Regions from separate parts of the Mus musculus genome. Here region 1 is linked to region 2. A link is a contact called in public HiChIP or PLAC-seq data. All regions are on one chromosome and are shown on one strand. The core of a region is the stretch at or near the end of the contact, and the rest is flanking DNA. Distances in the headings are between cores, read along the strand shown. Region 1 overlaps Gm33224 (a long non-coding RNA gene). Region 2 overlaps Cd247 (CD247 antigen).

Region 1 (5,404 bases), core at 1,297-3,796, 230 kb after region 2:
GCTGGTTCATACTCAACCTTCAGGAGGCATTCAGGGCAGAGAACTCAGAGAAGTTCAAGGCACAGACTCTGGAGATGAGCTAGGTTCTGTCCTGGCCCTGACGTTAACTGGTTTCTATGAGTAAAGTGTCAGTATCCCCATACCTTCACCCCCAAAACGGCAGAAGATGGCAGTGTCTGCTCCTTAGACTGTATGGGAAGACTAGATAGAACAATGGACACACGTGCATGCAGTAGTCCTTGTTCCCCAACAAGACTTCATTCTACTAGAAGCCAATTGACCCTGAGCTTGGCACTGTGTTCCCTTTTTATTTCTTTTAGACAGCCAATTTTTTTTTTTTAATTGGGGGAATGGGTCTCTAGGGGCGGACCTGGGGCCCTCACTGCACAGCTCGCTCATTGGCACCATCTCCAGAATCCTGTGGCTTCATCACATCTGGAAGCTCTGGAGGGCTGAGAAGGGCTTGACGCGCGGAGCTTCGAAGGTGTCATCTGCTCGGAAGGCCAGGTCCACTGTGGCTGGCGCCTGTGGCCATGCTGTCTAACTAGTGAAGCCACACTCGGAGTTTTTCCATCATCAAGAAGCTGGTCGTCCTTGTAAAGTCGCTGCTCCTCTGGCGGCCGCTTGAGGATGCCCTCGAGGAGATGCGCTCCAGTTCCAACAGGGTGCTCTAGCTTCCTTAATGTTCTTAAAGATGGTGGTCTTGCGCGGGATCATAAGAAACACGTCCATCCCCGCGGCTGCTTCAGGCTCAATTAGCTAGCGCGGCTGCGCTCCGCCCCGCCCCTTCTGTGTTACTTTTATCATCAGTATTGTCCCACTCCAAGGTTTATACTCTCAACCTTACACTGTCAACTTAAGATACTGCACAGTGCAGCACTGATTAATCAGTAGCAGGGTGTTTCCTCCTCTGTGTCATCACTACACTCTGGGTTTAATGTCTCCCATCCCCCACCCAGTAACTGTGTCAGGCTTGTGGGATAGGTTTGTGACTTAGCAAGTGTTTACCTAGTACATAGCATGTCCAAGGCCCCAGCTTCATTCCCTGGCACAACAAAACAAAACAAAGGCAACTGTGGGCTCGTGAGTCAGCTCGCCATCAGCCACCAGCTGCTTCCTGCCTGTAGGATGCAGCTTTTGTCTCCCACATACTCTCAGCATAAAACCCTGGTCCAAGCACACACAAACCAAACGCCCACAGTTGAATGGTTCAGTGAGTGAATTAATGAAAATTATCACTGAAACAGCATCTCAACCTTGCTTCTTACAAATAAAATATAATTTAATCTCAAAACATTACATTTACTTCGTGTATATGTAAGGGGGTGGGGTGGGGGTGGGGAGATTACATACTCAGACCATGAGCAAGCTTGTGTGAGCCCCAGAGATCAGACGAAGGTCGTCTGCCTTGGTGGCAAACACTTCTACCCACTGAGCTATCTAGCTGGCACCTATATCATTTTTCAGTGACAGCATCCTTAATGTGGCCCTCCCCAGAAAAAAAGTCTTCATTTTTTAATCTACACTATTAATACTTCACATTTTTTAAAACGGTTTCTTTCAGGATCTTTTAGATTGATAGGAAATAACTGAAAGCACTGTTGAGTTTCCCTACGCCGGCCCAATTTCCCCTCTAGTTGACATTTTACATTTGCCACAATGAATGACCCAGTTCTAATACATTTTTATTAATAAAAGTCCACACTCTCCCCACGATCTCTTTGGGTTTCCTGTTTTCCCAGCGTAGCCTTTGCTGCCCCAGGTCCCTCCCTGTTCCAGCATGCTGTGTTTAGTTGCTACATCTCCTTGGCTTCTCTTGGTTGTGGTGGTTTCTCTCTAAGATCTGAAAAAGTCCCATTTGGGGGGCGTGGGGGGTTGTTCAGGTCAGCCTCCTCCATGACCCTAGCCAGCTGTCATTTTCCTGGAAGGGACTCTTGGATGCAGCTGAGGAAGGTTAAAGGGGGCACAGAATGGGCTGATGGACAGGCTTGAATGAAATTCATTGCTCTTGGCCTTCTAATGAGGTGCATGGCCAATGGCCTTGGGAGGATGCAGCCTCGGAAATACAGCAGAGTCTAACAATCTAGGAAACACAGCACAGTCTAAACCGTGACACACCAGGGACGGGCCATCTGCTTGGGCAGATTTTGGTGGCTTCTCTCAGTAGTCTTGTTAGGCCTGAGCAAGCCAGGGGCAGTGACCTCTCTTCTTGCCATTCACTGACTTTGCTTTCCTCTGGAACCAAATGCTTGCAATCCAGCGTCAGTCGATCCATCTCGTAGGTATACATCCAGGGGATCGAAACTCACACCCCATCATGCTCTCTGGCCACATCACATCAGAGGACGACCCACTGGCAGTGCAGGTGCCCTTTCCATTTCCATTTCCCCTTCCCTCTCTCCCCTCCTCCCCCCATCCCCAGTTCCTTTTCTAACTCTTGAGCAGGAGAGGGAAGGGCAGGATGGGTGGGAGTTTTAACTGTTACCTCTGGCCTAGTTCTTTCATCTCTTAAGCTAAATTCCAAAGGGGTAATTGTATTAGTCATCCCCAAATCCAGCCTTCTCAGAGAGCGCAGCCTGTGAGCTCCCCCTCTCTCCTTCTTTCAGGGGGTTGGAGAAGTGCAGTTTATAAAAGCCCCACTTCTAAGTCCCCAATCTGCACTTTCTGGAAGCTTTCCGGAGAGCAGCCATCCTAGCGGACCCCAAGCTGCACAGACTTGGACACTACATAACCTTTCTTTTCCCCAGCCCCCCACCTCCTTCTTCCTTGCAGCCAATTAAAGACAGACAGCACGCTGCCCCGCTGCTGAGGCTCTAACCGAAGGAGCAAGAGGAGTCTGGTGGGAGGGAGCTCCTGCTGAGAATGGGGCCCAGGCCCTGGGCTAGGCAGGATGGAATGTGCCGTGGGATTTAGGAAAGCTGTGGCTGGATATGAGACTCTGACAGCCAAAATGCACACAGCACTGGTGATTAAAACTAACAAGAACACTTGCCAATTTCCCTACAAGTTTGTCCTTTCTCCAGAGTAGTTTTGACAGTGGACAGGACACGAGGCATTTTTCTATGGCCACTCACTTCGTCATCTTATGTGGCTCCTACACCCAAGTAAATATTGAGATGTTTGAAGAAGTTACCATCCGCCTGTGAGGAATTTTTCTCCTTTTGCAAGGAAACCCACAGCCCAATCCAGTCCATGATCTCCTTCTGCTACTGTTTTGCTGGGCGCTTATAGATAGAAACCAGAACTTTCTTGTTATGTGTTCCTTTGCTATTTGGATAAAGTTTTTTTTTTTGTTGTTGTTTTTTTTAAAGAAAAAAAAAAGGACAACCACCCCTTTGTCATTTGTTACTCTTTCTGTGTTGATAGATCTTAAGAATGTATTTTCTGGACTGGTAGGACGACTCAGTGGTTAGGGGTGTGGGTGCTTGTAGCCAAGCCTGAAAAACAGCAAGCTGGTCTTAGCCAGTGCTCTGTAATATGAAAACAGAAAAAGAAGATTTAATTTAAGGTAACCACATCAGGAAGAAAAACAAGGGAGTCCAGGAACCTCCAAGTCCAAGACCTCCCTCTGAGATCCTGACAGAAGCATAGGAGAGGAGATAGGGCATGAGTAACCTGGTCACCTGGTCAAGCTGTGGTCCCCCACTCTTGTCTCAGCTCCTCCAGTCTCCCTTGCAAGGTGGTCCAGGAAGATGCCGGACTGAGATCTCTTCCTAGAAGACAAGTCTCTCCTGCTGCCGCAGGACTTCATCCTTTCCCTTCTCCCAGCCTGGGGCTCTCGGAGACATGTCAAGACTCTGCATTCCAATGGTCTGATACCTAAGGGCTGGGGCACACGTTTCTCTTATCCCCATTCCTGCCTGTGCCAGTGTAGAACCCATTTGTTCATTAATTCATCCACTCAAACCTTTCTATAAGCCAGGCATTGTGTGAGATGCTTGGATATAGCAGGGAAAGTCCCAGGGCCAGGTATGTTGAGATTCCTTTGAGGGAAGGCAAACAAATAAACAGACAAACAAACCAGTAAGTGTGGGATGTAATGGGTTCTAACAATCGCTGTAAAGATAAATAGAACAGTTTAAACAATTAGAGGACAAGAGAAGGCAGTGGCTTTTACACAGGTAGACAACCCTGTTGTGAGGTGACATTGGAGAGGAACTGAGGAAGTGAAGTCCCTGAGGAGAGACAGATGCTACTGAAGGCAATGTGGGCAAAAAGGCCCTGTGCCCTAATCCTCCTGACTCCAGAAAAGCAGTATTATTATTATCTCATCTCTAAAAAATATTATATCAATATTTTTGTATTTTATGTGAATGGAAGTCAGAGGAGTACTTTCAGAAGCCGGCTCTCTCCTTTCACGATATGGGTCCCCAGGGATCACACTCAGGTCTTCAGGCTTGGTAGCAGTCACCTTTGCCCACTGAGCCATCTTACTGGCCCTCTTATCCCACTTTAAAAACAAGATGGACAAACAAAACCCCCAAACTTGCTGCATCTCCACTTCCTTCATATTCTCCCCTCCCATCTCAGCCATACCTTTTTCTTCACTCACTGGCCCCCTCCCCTTTATTTTTATCGACCAGTCTTTCTCCGCACAATCTTGGAGTAAGCCTGGTTGCCCAGAAAATGCTAAATTGAAACAAACCAAACCAAACCATGAAGTTAAAGGAGTAGAAGAAGAAAAGCGAGCGAGCAGTGTCCAGTATGGAGGAGCCGACCTGTGTGCCCAGGACCACCTGTGGAGCAAACCTCTCTCTTCAAGTCCTGGGTATCAGGGCCTGTCAGTGTCTGCTGCCAGCTCGGGAAGATGCAGCGGATGTGGGAGGCAGAAGGGCCTCTAGAAAACTCATGTCTCTGTCAGCAGCACACTGAAAACTCACCAGGAATGCCAGAAAGATGAACTAGTTCACGAATTCAAATCAGAGCGTTTCGCTCTGCTACTTCCGTGACAGGGGAAACAGAAGGCGATTAGATTAGACGCAGCTTCAGGAAGCACGCTACACTTTATACGGCGAGGTAAAAGTGGTTCTGCGCAATTGTACTGCTTTTCTTTAATGTCATGCCAGGACTCAAGATCCTTACAGGAAAAACTCCTATGGGGTCGCGGGAGGGGGAGACTGAGACGCAGCTCAGTAGTAGACTACGTGGTCGGCGTGAACAGAGCCCTGGCTACGATCCCCACGGAAGAATAAAACAAGCAAGCAAGCAAACAAAAAAGTTTTCCACTCATAAGTACAAAGATCAGCATGGCTACACGCATTAAAACCTCCCGTGTCTTTAAAGGCACAGTTGGTAATGAAGGTAGGCAATGTCTCACGTGTTGTGTCTCCTCCATCCCCTTGTCGCCCCTCCCCGCCCCCCAGCTCACCACTGATCTAGTGTTTACTCTGTCACACCGAGAGGG
Region 2 (5,490 bases), core at 2,307-4,806:
GCCCAAATGCAGAGAAAAAAACAAAAAAACCAAAGACACATACATGAGCACAGGAAGTTGAGTGGTGCTGTTCAGTAGCTGGTACCCCACCCAGTCCATCACCTCAACCGTACAATAGCCTCAGGCAGTTTCTGGGGATACAGAATCCCCCACCTCCCTAGCAAAGGTAAGAAAACGTCAGCTCAGTTATTTCTCCCAAGGTCTTACACCAGTGTAGAGGGGGCCATTGTATTTATTGAATCAAAATTCACTACCAGCCCAATACAGCTCTGTAGTACAGTCCAACTTCCCAGCCATTTGAGCCCAGTTCGAAAATTAAAAATAAAAAAAATCCTTAAATCTGTTGCCAGCATCTTTCTGAACCAGACCTGAAAATTCCACTTAGTTGTGGCTACCACAGAGGGAGTTAGACATCAGGTTTTGCTGGGTAGCCGCATCTACCCTCCTCCCCCCCACACACACCCATTTTTCATAAGTCACCCTTTCCCAGTTGGGACCCCTGTGGGGCAGATCAGGTTGCATTCTGGACACAAATGAGCATGCGCAGAGCTACAGACACCCCTGAGGGTGTCATCTGCATCTGATGGGGGTGAGAGGACAGTGAATGCCTTCCGGGGCCACCCATTCTTGATAAGGAAGCCTAACAGAACTGCGTCTGTGGAGAAGAGTGCAGAACAGGAAACATCTGGAATTATGAGTTCTGTTTGTGGTGGGTGTGGGTGCATCATTTGCCGCACCTGACATTGCTAAAGCCTTGGTGTCATAGGAGCTTTGGATAGAGATGGTCAGTAAGAGCCTTCTGGGGAAAAAAAAAAAAAAAGACAGGAATTAAATATGGAGCTCTACGTTAATGCTGTCAGAACCAAATGCTGGTAGTTCTCTTCTCAGCCTGTCAGTCACCACCTGCCCACCTCTCAGCTATGCTTGGAAACCCAACCTCCTGGCATGGTCGAGCATCGTTTCTGTCATCAGAGGATAAGGGTGAATGAAGGAAGTTATGGGAAGGGAATGAGTGGTGGAAGAAGGAATTATTGCTAAATCCAACCCAACCCAACTCAACCCAACAAAGTAACTTAGTAATGAACCTGGTTCTAGTTCTGAAGCTAGACTCTCAAGGTTCTAATCTCAGGTCTCCTGCTTGCAAATGTGTAAACCTAGACAAGCTATTCTATGCTGAGCCTCTGCACCCACCTGTAAAACAGGCACAGTCCCATAGTCCCACAGGCTAAACGCTAGCTCTGGCCTCATGTGAGGAGCAAGGAAGGCTCTAGGCTGAAGAGCAGCTGATAATGTAGACTGTGCCTATGAAACAGACAGGGGACAGATGGAGAGAGCCAGGAGCTGGGAGAGAATGGAGATCTGAGGGAATGAGGCTGTGTGGGGATGGAGAACACCAGGAGATACTTTCTACCTGCTAGGAAGAAGAATTGCATTCACTCCAAAAAGGTACTCTGGTCCCCTCACACCCCTGCCTGTTTCCCTCTCCGCAGTAGGCTCTGCAGCACCCTTGCACACTCTGGGACCCAGTCCTCCAGATTTGCCATCACCTGGTGTCCTTGGACAAAGCAGGCACGGGGTTCTGCCTCCCTCCCCCAAATACCCACCGAGGGATCCCTGTGAGCTGGGTCTCAGTGGCTTCCCATCGCCTGTCAGGGACCAACTGCCAGCTAGGGAAGAAGACTGAGGGAAGGGGTCACTCAGCTGGGTTAGCTCTGGCTGAGGAGAAGCTGCAAGCTCACCTGTTTTCTTTCTTCTTTCTTCTCCACCCCTTCATGAACACACAAGCTTCTGAAGTGTGCTAGCTGCCACCGACCTTCATCTCTGAGAGCTGTAGAAAACACTGGACCTGCAGAGGTTATTAGCAGACAGCGGGAGAATGACAGAGACTTGAGGGTTCCTAGTAAGCTTGGTACTGCAAGGGTTAGGCCCTGTACCTGAATCCTGATCCATCTCTTCTGCTTCTCTGGGCCCCTCCACAAGTGAACCTTGAGTGGCTTAGTATGATGACATATTAGGATATTTGGTGCCCAAGACAATGACATGGACTTCTAATATTTTCCCCTCAGATTTAAAAGTTTGTGGTAAAACACACACAACATAAAATTTACCACATTAGCCATTTTGGGTGTACAGTTCAGTGGTATTAAGTACAGTCGTTTGGTTGAGCAACTGTCTCTAAGCCTCTTTTCATCTTGTAAAACTGAAACCATACATCCACCAACCTCCAGTGCCCGCCAACTGCCCCACCCCCAACTCCCATTCTATGTTCTGTCTCTATGATTTTTTGACTTCCCTATGTATCTTGTATGAACAGAATCATACAGTATTTGAATGCTTGAATGTTTTCTTCTTATTTTAGCATATTATCCGTGGGGCCCTATCTTGCTTTAGTAGGTGTCAGAATCTTCTTTTAAAGACTGAATAATGTCCCAGGTGTATTTACAGATCCCGTCTGGCTTGGTCACACACCAAGTGATGGACACCTAGGTTGCTTCTACTTGGTATTGTGAGGAAAGTGTTCTGAGTGTGGGCAGACAGGGGTCTGCTTTCCAGTCTCTTCAGATGTGTACTCGGAAGTAGGATTGGGAGGTCATGTAGTAGTTGAACTTGTGCAAGAACTGGCAAGCTATCCTCCACAGCGACTATACCAGTTTACATCCCTACCAGGAGCATCTGGCACAGCAGTTTCTCTATATCCTTGCCAACACTTGCTTCTGATTTCCCATCCTAGCTGCTCTCGCTGGGGTGAAGCGATCTGAACTTTTGAACAGAAAGAAACAGGCAAAGTAAAGGTTTCCCCTTCAGTGCCAGCAGCACTCAGGAGGCAGTCGCAGTCTCGGGGGGGGGGGGGAGTTTCATGAGTTCAAGGCCATCTGGTCTATATAGTGAATTGTAAACCAACCACGACTGCACGGTGAGGGTCTGTCAAAAGGAACGAAGGGACGAAGGACCTAAACCTGGCATACCATTTTAACAAACTAATCATATTAACACATACAAAAATATAGTAACTGCGTATGCATGGCCCTTCAGAGACAATGCAAAAGGAGGGAAGGGAGAAGATGTGTAGAGAACAAGATAAGAAAAATTAGAAGTTAAGGTGGGTAAGAAAAATTAAGGTGGCGCAGAACGGTGACAGGCTCTGAGGACAGCTTTGCGACAGCAGTTGGGGGCAGCCCAACTCTGAGTGCTGGACCCTGTTTGCCTACATTTGCCTGGGGAAACTGACTGCTTCCAGGGCAGGAGGGTCCTCAAGAGAAACAAGCCACAGATCCTATTTGGGGTCAGAAGATCAAAATGGGGGAGGGGTGATTGGCCCCTAAAACAGGTTTGCCTCAGGGAGCAGAAAGCAGGCTTCCTTGGTTTCTTGGTTGGCCTGGCTGCCCCTTGTCCCTCTGCAGAGCTAGCCTCTGTAGAGGCCAAACTGGGTGGCATTCAATCTTGGGTTTCATGCATTTTTTAAACCTGCTGTTGAAGGAGCAACTGCATCAGGCAGCCCTTTTATGTCAGGGAAACCGCCTGTGAGAACGGGGGAGGTGATGGGGGCGCTGAGCTCCAAGGGGCTGCCCTGGGCCTTTGTTTCAGGAGGCCGCACAAGGCGGCTGGGCTTTTCCTTTGAAAACCCCTGGCCAGGAGCTCAAGAGCCTCTTTTCTGCACACCAGCTACATCACATTTTACAAACCTCAAGGAAGGGGACCCAGACCTGGTTCTGTAGTAGTCTGGTTTGTGTGCCTCGAGTCTCCGACACCCTCATTTTCTTGGTAAGCACAGAATGTAGGGAATAGCAGTGTTTTCTCTTACATCCCTGCAAAGATTTCCCTGGAATTTCACCACCAGCTGGATGAATAGAAAGAAAAGGGAAGCAGGCAGACTAAATAGACGGGGCATCTCAATGGCATGTCACCGCCTCACAAAGCCGGCAGGAAATCCTTAATTAACCCTGCTTCCAGACACAAAGCCCCCATAACATTTCATCCCATTTGAATAAATATTTTTAAAGAAAGGAATGTGAAAGCACTTTTATTCGTGGTCTTGGAGCGCTAATTTAGCACCACGTGTATTTTCAACTGTCCCACAAAAGCGCAGAGGATAAGGGAGTTCTTCCAAAAGCCCTCCTCCCCTCGGTTTCATTTCTAGTCCATGGTGACACATCCCTCTTGGGAAAATCCTGGCCCAGATTTTATTAGTCTTTTGTCAGCTGTCGGGAGTTAAAACTTCACAAATCCAGTCTACGCCTCAGCCCTGCCTTGCAAGCTGCCTGCCTCCCCATGAGATGTGGGCTAATGGTTGGGAAGAGTCACCCTCATCGATCCTGGACACAGCAATCAGCCCTTCCTTCCCCCCAACCCAGAAACCTACCCTGTGCTCAGTAGCCCCTGGCTTCCCCGAGCTGCTCCTGAGGCACTGAAAGCAGGTGTGCACACGCAGAGGTGTTTGGTCTCCTCTAGCACAGGTCTGTGGGGTCTTTTTTCCAAAAGGTTTCAAAATCACCATTATGTCGATTGACAGTGTTTCTGACCAGCTTTAGTTGAGCTTCCGGCTCTCCTCCTTGGTCCATGTGTGCTTAATAAAACCCTGAGACTCTTGCTAAGTCAATCCAGCAAGAAGCTCACACTTGACACCTGGTCACACTCAATATCTCAGAATCCAATGAGCCCCGTCTTCCACTGTCCCTCAGGGGTGCCTCATTTTGTCTTCAGCTGGGATCCTGTGACGTCAGCTTAGCCAGAATCTCTCTCTCACTCCTGATATATCTTTCTTAGTAATTTTCCATCCACTGACCCCTCCTGCCTGACGTCGGACTATACCTGCCCACCTGCCCTTACTGTGGTCAAGCTGAGCCCCACTGCTCTTTCCCACTGAGGAGCCCACCAAAGTGGTCCTTTATCTGTCTAAATGGCCTGGGTAAAGTCACTCTTATTGTTCCTCAACAAGGGTCTCTGAGTAATTTCTCTTTAACGCATCCTGGCAATCATTATTAATTGTTTTTACTAAGTATGATGATAATCTCTGATAGCTATATTCTGAGGTCCATTTTATAAAGTGATCTCATTATGATGTCATTTGCACCCCATGGAAATAGTGACTGTCCTTTCCTCCTGACAGATCAGGAAACTGAGGCACTGAGTGAGCTTCTTAAGAGAACAAAGCAAAGATTAATATTATGGACAGAGCACGTCCGTCTTTTTTAACACCCCATAGGCTGCTCCTTCTATGACATGCTGTCTTGTCGTGGAAAGATTCCATGATGTGCCAACGGAAGAAAATGAGTCAGACCCACCTAAAAGACGGTGACCCTGTGGATTTGAGCTTCCACATAAAATTAATTTGTACTGAGTGGTGGTGGCGCACGTCTTTAATCCCAGCACTTGGGAGGCAGAGGCAGGTGGATTTCTGAGTTCGAGGCCAACCTGGTCTACAGAGTGAGTTCCTGGACAGCCAGGGCTATACAGAGAAACCCTGTCTCGAAAAAAAAGAAAAATAAATAA

Evidence for each region. HiChIP or PLAC-seq counts read pairs in DNA pulled down with a chosen protein or histone mark.
Region 1: a contact with region 2 is called in an H3K4me3 HiChIP or PLAC-seq map of the SCID.adh cell line, with 20 read pairs. The contact joins two enhancer-like sites. A contact is called at or near these places in 1 of 39 promoter capture datasets (stem cell-derived epiblast-like cells), 1 of 484 Hi-C or Micro-C datasets (the G1E-ER4 cell line), 5 of 115 datasets of contacts at active chromatin or transcription factors (the SCID.adh cell line, double positive thymocytes, effector CD8 T cells and 2 more) and 2 of 9 other capture datasets (embryonic stem cells and embryonic trunk).

Annotation. Positions count from the first base shown.
Region 1 is chr1:166,042,960-166,048,363 of GRCm38.p6, forward strand. It overlaps Gm33224 (a long non-coding RNA gene), which reads right to left. Exons shown (of 3, transcript XR_865710.2): 2 at 3,908-5,404; 3 at 2,493-3,826. It also overlaps the pseudogene Gm7626. Among named protein-coding and RNA genes, the nearest start is that of Gm33224, 3.4 kb to the right of the region's middle. RefSeq lists an enhancer at 4,519-5,404. Within about 2 kb of position 2,547, at least 90 of the 459 cell types and tissues checked have an H3K27ac peak or open chromatin away from gene starts, as enhancers often do. A contact at or near this core is called in the SCID.adh cell line, where this site is marked.
Region 2 is chr1:165,810,760-165,816,249 of GRCm38.p6, forward strand. The region is part of intron 1 of Cd247 (CD247 antigen); the gene reads left to right. Among named protein-coding and RNA genes, the nearest start is that of Gm23402, 3.8 kb to the left of the region's middle. Within about 2 kb of position 3,557, at least 53 of the 459 cell types and tissues checked have an H3K27ac peak or open chromatin away from gene starts, as enhancers often do. A contact at or near this core is called in the SCID.adh cell line, where this site is marked.